Regions from separate parts of the Mus musculus genome. Here region 1 is linked to region 2. Evidence: chromatin contacts called from public Micro-C data. All regions are on one chromosome and are shown on one strand. Each heading gives the region's core, a stretch centred on a gene start, on an enhancer-like site or on the middle of the called end of the contact. The rest is flanking DNA. Distances are from core to core; before and after follow the strand shown.

Region 1 (4,545 bases), core at 336-2,835, 170 kb before region 2:
CACACAGCACCTGACTACCCACCACGTATGTAAACGTCAGTATCCTTTCCAGCCAGCTCTGCAGATGGGTGTCCAGGCTGTGCCATGATGCACCTCAAGTGGGCAGAGCCCTTGCAGGCCAAGGTTTTAAAGGCTGTTCAGGAATGGATGGCAAGCAGGATCTAAGAGGAGGGGGGGTTGTTGTTGTTTGGGGGGGGGGTGGTTTTGGTTTGTTTTTTTTGAGACAGGGTTTCTCTGTGTGGCCCTGGCCCTCCTGGAACCCACTCTGTAGACCAGGCTGGCCTTGAACTCAGAAATCTGCCTGCCTCTGCCTCCCGAGTGCTGGGATTAAAGGCGTGTGCCCATCGAGGAGGGAGATTTTATTTAGATTATAAAAAGGACGGGATTTGGGGAATCCTGTCTAGTGAATTCAGGACGTAATCAGTGGCTGGAAAGCAAGAGCTCTAGAGGAGCTCCAGCTTATTATGACCCTTCCTTCAGATGCCACAAGGAGGTGCTGGAGTTCTATGCACCAATAGCTTAAACCAGCCAGGCTGGCTGTAGTGGATTGAGCGTCTGAGGCTGCACCTCTCTGGCCTGCAGCCAGTTCTGGGTGAGACTGACCCTGCCTGAGGGTTCTCTCCTTCCCTCTCTCTACTCCTTTCTCCCTCTCCCTCTCCCTCTCTCTGTTTCCTGAGGTTTCCAGAATTGGGGATGGGACTCAGAGACACCACTAAAGCCTTACCTTTTAAGAAGTTGCATTCAGTGAGTGTGTGAGACATAGCACAGATAGGGGCAGAGGAGAGCTGGTTCTGTCTCCACTGTGTTTGGTCTTGGGTACTGAACTCAGACCATCAGGTGTGATAGCAGTTGTCTTTAACCCTAACCCTGAGCCTGTCTCACCTGTCCCTTCCCAAGACCACTGAAGCTAGGTGCAAGATAAGTGGGGACCCTTTCTGAGGTGGTAGGATCTTTCACGATAAGGACTATTTTGAAGGGAGGGAGGGTGACACTGTCCTAGTCCTCTTACCCTAGTGTCTCCAGCCTTGCCAGGCCTTAAACATCCGCCCATTGTCACCGCTCTAGAAGGGGCCAGGGTTGACTTGCTGCTAAACAAGGCACTCCCTAGAGAAGCACCCGCTAGAAGCATACCATACCTGTGGGCAGGATGACCCATGTTCTGCCATGCACTTGGTAGCCTTGGAAAGGCCACTTTGAACCTCAATTTTCTCAACTGTTAAATGGAGTGGTAACTGCTATCTCATAATAAAGGGGAACGTGAAAGGAAGGCGTTTGCATAGTGCCTGGTTGTGCAGCCAGGCTGCAGTCAAGACTAGTTCCCACCAACTCGATTTTAAAGCCTTGCAAGAAGGTGGCTTGTTTGTCCCTTGCAGGTTCCTTTGTCGGGCCAAACTCTAGAATGCCTCCCCCTTTCTTTCTCATTGAAGAGCAGACCCAAGTCCGGGTAACAAGGAAGGGTTTCAGGGTCCTGCCCATAAAAGGTTTTTCCCGGCCGCCCTCAGCACCGCCCCGCCCCGACCCCCGCAGCATCTCCAAAGCATGCAGAGAATGTCTCCGGCTGCCCCCGACAGACTGCTCCAACTTGGTGTCTTTCCCCAAATATGGAGCCTGTGTGGAGTGAGTGGGGCGGCCCGGGGTGGTGAGCCAAGCAGACTTCCATGGGCAGGGAGGGGCGCCAGCGGGCGGCAGAGGGGTGACATCACTGCCTAGGCGGCCTTTAAACCCCTCACCCAGCCGGCGCCCCGGCCCGTCTGCCCCAGCCCAGACACCGAAGCTACTCTCCTTCCAGTCCACAAACGACCAAGCCTTGTAAGTGCAAGTCATGGGAGCAGAAGGGCTGTGGGCTCAATTAGATCCCCTAGTCTCTTCTAGTTTGCTGGGTGGAATTGGGTCCCTAGAGACCATTCTCTGTGTTAGACAAAAAGTCTGGGTTAAAATGCCTAGGATGATTTGACTGGGGCAAAAGAATAAATGGGGTGAGAGGGAGGCTCAAATTTCAGTCACTGTCCCACCCATAGGTGTATGGGCTATGTGTTAGGCCCAAAGAGGTGACAAATGAGGCCAAGGGAACAACTCCATCTTTGGATCTCCAAGAAGGTGAGGGGCTAAGTTCTGGAAAGCAGTGACCCACTGATGGTCCCCAGGGCTAATGCAACTCGGGGGAGCCAGGAGGTAGCCCCCTCAGGCAGTGGAGGACTAAAGATCTTATTTTTTGTAGCGCTAGGGATCAAACCCCAGGGCGCTATGTGTGGCAGGCATGTGCTCCATCTACCACAGAAGTTTAATGCTTCAGACTAGCCTGGGATAGGGCCTGCTTTTTCTTTCCTTTTCTCTCTCTCTCTCTCTCTCTCTCTCTCTCTCTCTCTCTCTCTCTCTCTCTTTCTTTCCTTTTCTCTCTTTCACTCTCTCTTTCTAATTTTCTTTTTCTTTTTTTCTTTCTTTTCTTTAGACAGGGTTTCTCTGTGTAGCCCTGGCTGTTCTGGAACTCACTCTTTAGACCAGGCTGGCCTCGAACTCAGAAATCTACCTGCCTCTGCCTCCCAAGTGCTGGGATTAAAGGCGTGTGCCACCACTGCCCAGCTAAGGTTTGCTTTTTCATGGCAGCTTGGTCCAGTTTGAAAGTAGGAGGTCAGTCCACTGTAGGCAGATAGGTGACAGGTGGCAGATAGGTGACAGATAGGTGACAGGTGGAGGAGCTTTGGAACTGGGACTGGACAGCCCTGGGACCCCTGTTCCTCCCAAAGGGTCTTGGTGGTTCCCCTTGGGGCTCTCTAAAGGATGTCAGTGGGCTGTTGCCACATCTATATAAGAGGACTAGTCTTCTGGAATTTAGGTGTGATCTCTCAGGGATGCAGAAATGCTCACCCTTACTGTCATTTTATGGGCTGAGGTACCACAGGCAGATATACCCTGGTTCTGCTTGTTGTCCAGGGTCTCTGCTACATGGAGGCCCCTTTCCACAGCCTAACCTCTCTACCTGCTGACAGGAGGGCTGGATGGCCACAGGCATCCAAGCTGCGCATCATGCAGGTGTTTTGCGTTGGAGCTTTTGTCTAGAAATACCCTGGTGGGCTGCCAAACCACCACCCATATCCCTCTCTCCTCTCTGCTGCCTCTAAGATGACAGCTTGATTTTTCTTATAGTGATTTTTTTTTTTGGTTTTGTTTTTTTGTTTGTTTTAAGTTAGCATACAAAGTAATACATTTCATCATGGCATTTGGACATACATATATATTTTATTTGCTCTCCTGGCCTCTTCTCAAAGAGACTTCTCTGGACTTTCTTGTATTTTTGGTTGTGAGCCTAGCCTTTAACGGCTGAGCCATCTCTCCAGCCCTTCTTTGGACTTTCTACTTCATACTTCCCACCAGTCTGGGAAGAAGGGCACATGGAATCTTGAGAGCATGACCTGACCCAGACCTGACAGATGTCAAGGCTGCAGTGTATGCTCTTGTTGCTACGGCTTGTTCTTAGTCCTGCAGTTCAGAACTTTCTGGAGACTGAGAAGTGCATGTGAGGACACTCTCCTCCCATCTTTTCCTCTAGTGGCTAGTGATGTTTGGTTTTTTGTTTTGAGACAGGGTTTCTCTGTATAGCCCTAGCTATCCTGGAACTCACTTTGTAGATCAGGCTGGCCTCCAACTCAGAAATCTGCCTGCCTCTGCCTCCCGAGTGCTGGGACTAAAGGCGTGCGCCACCACTGTCCAGTCAGGAGTAGAAGGAAACTGTAAGGTGCTTGAGACAGGCTGAGTAGAGGCTAGGAGGAAGGGGCTCCGCAGTCACCGGCTCCATGACTCTGTGACTTTTGTGGTTCCTTGTCGCAGCGGTTCCTGGTGGTGGTGGTGGTCGGGGGTTGGGGGGAGGGGGCAGGCCACACAGTGGGGTGTGGGAGGGAATAGCTGTTGACAACTTCCCAACAGAAACCAGGCTTTTGAGTCCTCCAGGGTAGCTTGAGAGGGTACTCAGAAAGCCGTGTCCATGTCCCCTTTCCTTCACCTCAGGGAAGTAAGTTGCCTATAGGGTTGTCATTTCAATGAGGTCTTCTGGTTATTCTGTTTTTCTCTCAATGTTGGTGTTGGGCTCAGGGAATGCTTTGGAGAAGGTGGTGGGAACTGGAGAAGGGAAGATCAGTTTACTGTGTAAACTCACTGGTTAAAGTACCCCCTCCCTTCCACCCTGCAATACACACACACACACACACACACACACACACACACACACACACCCCATCTCGAAGAGCTCTATTAAGCTCCAGGTGCACTGTAGTTCACAGACTGCATCTTCCAGGTTTGCTCCCACTTCACAAGCAGAGAACTCATAACTGAAGGGGGTGACAGCACAGGGGAAGGGAAAGCAAGATGTTTAGAGTCTGACAGCTGGCCCGGGACCAGAGCCATGTGGTAATGTTTGCTCCACTCCCTACCACCTCCACGGCTGTGATGTGGAGAAGGTCCCCGCTTTCATGGGAAGGAGGTGGGGGAGCCTGTCATCTGCTCCATGCTCACACAATTTTTCTCTCAACCAATGACCTCTCAGAAGCAGGG
Region 2 (4,261 bases), core at 640-3,139:
AGGCTCTGTGCGGGGAAGCTTTACACTGAGCCTGCACTGCTTGGAGCTGTTATTATCAATGCTAGAGCTTGGCAGAATTTTAAAAAGTTACTATTGTTGTCCTATTGTCTGCCATTAGTACAGTACACTATGGCATTTACACACACACACACACACACACACACACACACACACACCTTCATTTAGTCTATGTTATAGTTCTCAGGTAGTAGTTATTTATCCCAGTGTCTTAGTCAGGGTTTCTATTCCTTCACAAAACATGATCAAGAAGCAAGTTGGGGAGGAAAGGGTTTATTCAGCTTACACTTTCCACACTGCTGTTCATCACCAAAGGAGGAAGGCAAGACTGGAATTCAAGCAGGTCAGGAGGCAGGAGCTGATGCAGAGGCCATGGAGGGGTGCTACTTACTGGCTTGCTTCCCCTCTCTTGCTCAGCTTGCTGTCTTATAGAACCCAAGACTACCAGCCCAGGGATGGCACTGCCCACAAGGGGCCCTCCCCTCATTGATCACTAGTTGAGAAAATGCCTTACAGCTGGATCTCATGGAGGCATTTCCTCAAGTGAGGCTCAGGCTCCTTTTTCTGTGATAACTCCAGCTTGTGTCAAATTGACACACAAAACCAGTCAGTACAGTTCCCATTTTATAGCTGAGTAAGCTGAGACTCTGAGGGTTAGTAGTAAACTCCAGAGTACCCTTCGAATGAGTGAGTCATATACCAAGTTTTGACCCTGTGCTTATGACCCCGTGGCCCTGGCTTCTGCTCTGGGACCTAGTTTTGCCTTGTCGAGTAACATAAGTCAGAAAGGCAACCATTTGAGGGAAAAAAAATGTAAAAAACAAAAAAGTCTTTCGGCTCAGCCCAAATTGAAAACGAAATTTTTAGAATCAAAGTAAACAGGACAGTTCTTGTCTGTCACCTGTCTCTCACCTCCAGCATGGCAACATTCCCTGCCATTGTTTGTTCTGGGGACATCCTTTTCTGGGAATGCAGGGGCACTGGTAGTGAATGTGGAGGTGGCCTGCTGGGGCTGGGGCTGCCCTTAGACCCCATCTTCTTGCTGTTCCAGCTGGCATCCCGTTGCTCAGTGGCTCTCCTCCCCCACCGGAGAACAAGCTGGGTTATGTGTCTGTAAGGTAAGTCTCTGCGCTGGGTGTGGCCTCACAGTTTAGATCTTTACTGTACCCCCCTGGGCCAATGGCACCATGGACAGATGGGAACAAACCTCATGATCCTGTTGGCCTGGAGCCCAGACAGGTCCCCAGCCCAGAGACACCTACATCTTGCCTTTTCTGAGAAACTCCACCACGGCAAGTAAACAGTCAGATCGCCGCTGCCAAGGTTCAGTGGATGTGAGGCAGGGTGTGTGGGCTCTGCAGGTGTTGCCCATCGGGGGAGAGACTGAGGTGAAGCCCAGCTCATCCCGTGGCCCCACCAGCCCTGGAGTCTGACCCGGCTTTGCCACTGAACTCTTTGATTCCTATGGCAAGCGATTATTTGGTCCTGTTATCCATTTCCTGTTCATCTCACTCTCTGGCAAATATCTTGTTCTCGCCACCTCAGCCCTAACTGTAAACCCCCACAAATTTATCTCTGCTCTCTGGGCCAGCCCGAGAGCTGCTGCTGTGTAAGTATCTGGGTGGACAGAGGGAGCTCTTTGCTGATGAGAACGGCCGAGGATGGACAGATGCGAAGGTCCAGAGTAAACTTTGCATGAGATGCTCAGGAAGGGGGTGGAGGGCAGCCAAGACCTTCCTTTTGGGGAACTGATGCCCCTCCGCATTACCAGAGAAGGCCCTTTGATTGCTGGAGGCCTTACAGAGGTGAGAGAGGGTCGCAGAGAGGCGGGGCTCCGTTCGGGCGTGCCGCCAGCTTCCTGCCTGCTCTCCTCCCTTTTCCAGTGAGCAGCTCCACTTCCTGCAGCGCTCCCACCCTCGAGTCCCCAGGACGGATGGTGTCAGCATTCAGAGCTTGATCGATTCCAACCGGAAGTGGCTGGAACATTTCCGGAACGACCCCAAGGTGTATCCTTTTAGCTGGTCCCCAAGCTTTAGTCCCTCCCGGTGATAGCAACTTGACTGGCCTGCTCTCCACCACCGGCCTCGGTGGTGTCGGAGAATACCCCTTTGGACCGTAGACCCTTTCTCTCAGCCGTCCAGTTTTCCTTCACTTTGTGACCAGACAGCTTTTCTCCTCGGCGCCCAAAGCAACAACCACATCGAACTTATCGAACCTCCTGCAGCTGGGCCTGGACGAGAACAACAGACTGAATGTGTTTCATTACTGAACCCCGTGTGGGGCGGGGCAGGGCGGCCTCCTCCTCTATTACAAGTGCCTGAGGAGCCGCCAACATTTTATTTCTCTCATCAAGCATGTCCTCCGTTGTGAACCCCACCGAGGACTTAGAGGAACCACCGGGTTAGATAGGTGGAGAGTACGGCTGTAGACGGCCACGCACGCTTCAACCATGGACTGTCCTGAGCAGAAACATGTGGACATATGCGAGCTTCTGCACCAAAGTGGCACTGAGATGTGGGCTGCTGAAGACTTCAGGGGTGTGGACACCTTAGTTAAAGCGACTGCTATGGGAGGCTTAGGGATCCTCCTTGGAGGTTGGCCCCCTGCTGAGGATGTGGTCCTTTATTCACATGGCCTCCTAGCATGGCATGCCCTGGCACTTTGGCTGTGCTGGGTCTGTGCCCCTTTCGGATACCTCAGCCCCGACAGGATCATACCCGTCCCTCTCTTTTTGCCTTTTTTTTTCTTTGTAAATGTCTTCTGACTGTCACAAGTTTGGGCTCAGCTGCCTGAGCCCGGCTGGATGTTGCTAGAGGGGCCCCGAGGGATGTTCTGTCTCCTTCCCCTCGGCTGGCACCGTGATTTCCTCACGATTCTCAGGAGCAGCCCTCTCCCCCCTTAGGGTGCTCTGTGGAGCTCTTCCTTGCCCTCAGGTTTCAAGCACCTATCTTTCCAGGAAGCCAAAAAAGCCATAGGGAAAGAGGGGAATGCCTTCTGCCCCATCTTGATATTTCTCTTCTTTAACTCGAGTGTGTCTATGAGCCCTATTTCCATCTGTCCTTCTATCTGGGCCGCCCCTAGCCCAGTCCAACTAGCAACTCTGTCCAGAGCTCAGTGGATGGAACTGATTCCAGCCTGGCACCAGCAGGGACCATCTTGGGTCAGGTGCTTCTGGCTAGTGCTTCTGGCTCAAGCCTCCTCGGCCCAACTTCCCCTCAGCGGGCTCTGCAGGAGCTGCAGGTGATGCTCTCAGCATCTGTCTCCTTGTTTAAACAAAATGCCCTCATTTTTCTTGTCTTGAGAAGCTGCGGGCTGCCTCTACCCCCGCAGCCCACAGGGTCTCACCGATTTATTGTTCGTTTCTTTGCTGTGGAATAAACCTCGAGCAGCCAGTTGGCTTTTTACCCTTTAGATATTTTTTAGTCATCGGCTGACCACACACAGATAAAGTCCGTTTTGTTACTTCTTCCACTCTGTGTGCCTTGAGAACCGCTCATGTGGTACAACCAATTCTGGTGACAATCCTGTGATTTTTTTTTTTTTTTGCACCTATTAAATCTCTGTAAGTCAATTTTCTATGAGGCAGTCCTGTGAGTGTGCTGGTCTCTTTGGAAGCCTTGTGTTCTTCTTCCCGAGGGACAGGAAGGTGGGGGTCAATGGGTCTTCAGGGAATACCTCCCTGGGTATCTGATTTAGTTATCCCAACAGGGTGGAGTTGGGGGCAGGTGTGGGCTGCTCCATTTTTATGGGTGACAGAAAAGCAAGGCTCAAAGATATCTAGGTGCCTAGCAATCCTTAGTAAAATGTAGAGCCCTCCCCAAAGCTGCCTCAGCTCTCCTCTTGCCACCAGTCCTCAGAGAGCTCACTCCCATTTATAGTCTCCTACTTCTCTGTTTTCCACTTGCAAGGCTGGAGACCCACCGAGCAATTTCCCCAAAGACTAGGTTTTTTTCTTCCCGTGTAAACGATGCCATGTCCTGCACCCCAGTCTATAGCTGGCAAGGTTAAGTGGCTTTTCTCCTGCTCCCCTGGGTGAACAGTCTCCGTACATTCCTAAGCTTGTGGCAAGGGACTAGCTCGGAGAACCAGAACCAACCCACACAGCATATTTCAGGAATCTGTATAGGAAACTCAGCCTAGTGTCCTAGCTACTTCCTAGGAAGGAACAAGGAGATGGGGGAGGCAGTGAGCCAACATCTGTTGCATGCCTCCACACGCTGTGGTTTTCTTATGCTCTTGTTTG

What was found. Hi-C and Micro-C count contacts between places; a contact is called where the count stands out from the background.
Region 1: a Micro-C map of embryonic stem cells shows a contact between it and region 2, with 1.7 times the contacts expected there. The contact joins the promoter of Tagln here to the enhancer-like site in region 2. A contact is called at or near these places in 2 of 39 promoter capture datasets (the C10 cell line and stem cell-derived epiblast-like cells), 1 of 15 datasets of contacts at CTCF or cohesin (pro-B cells), 6 of 484 Hi-C or Micro-C datasets (the G1E-ER4 cell line, embryonic stem cells and hematopoietic stem and progenitor cells) and 4 of 9 other capture datasets (adipose tissue, embryonic stem cells, liver and 1 more).

The regions. Positions count from the first base shown.
Region 1 is chr9:45,933,098-45,937,642 of GRCm38.p6, reverse strand. Tagln (transgelin) reads left to right here and starts at 1,585. Exons shown (of 5, transcript NM_011526.5): 1 at 1,585-1,809.
Region 2 is chr9:45,766,284-45,770,544 of GRCm38.p6, reverse strand. Cep164 (centrosomal protein 164) reads left to right here. Exons shown (of 30, transcript NM_001081373.3): 28 at 1,070-1,136; 29 at 1,902-2,024; 30 at 2,182-3,599. The coding sequence ends at 2,287. Among named protein-coding and RNA genes, the nearest start is that of Cep164, 60 kb to the left of the region's middle. Within about 2 kb of position 1,889, at least 19 of the 459 cell types and tissues checked have an H3K27ac peak or open chromatin away from gene starts, as enhancers often do. A contact at or near this core is called in embryonic stem cells, where this site is marked.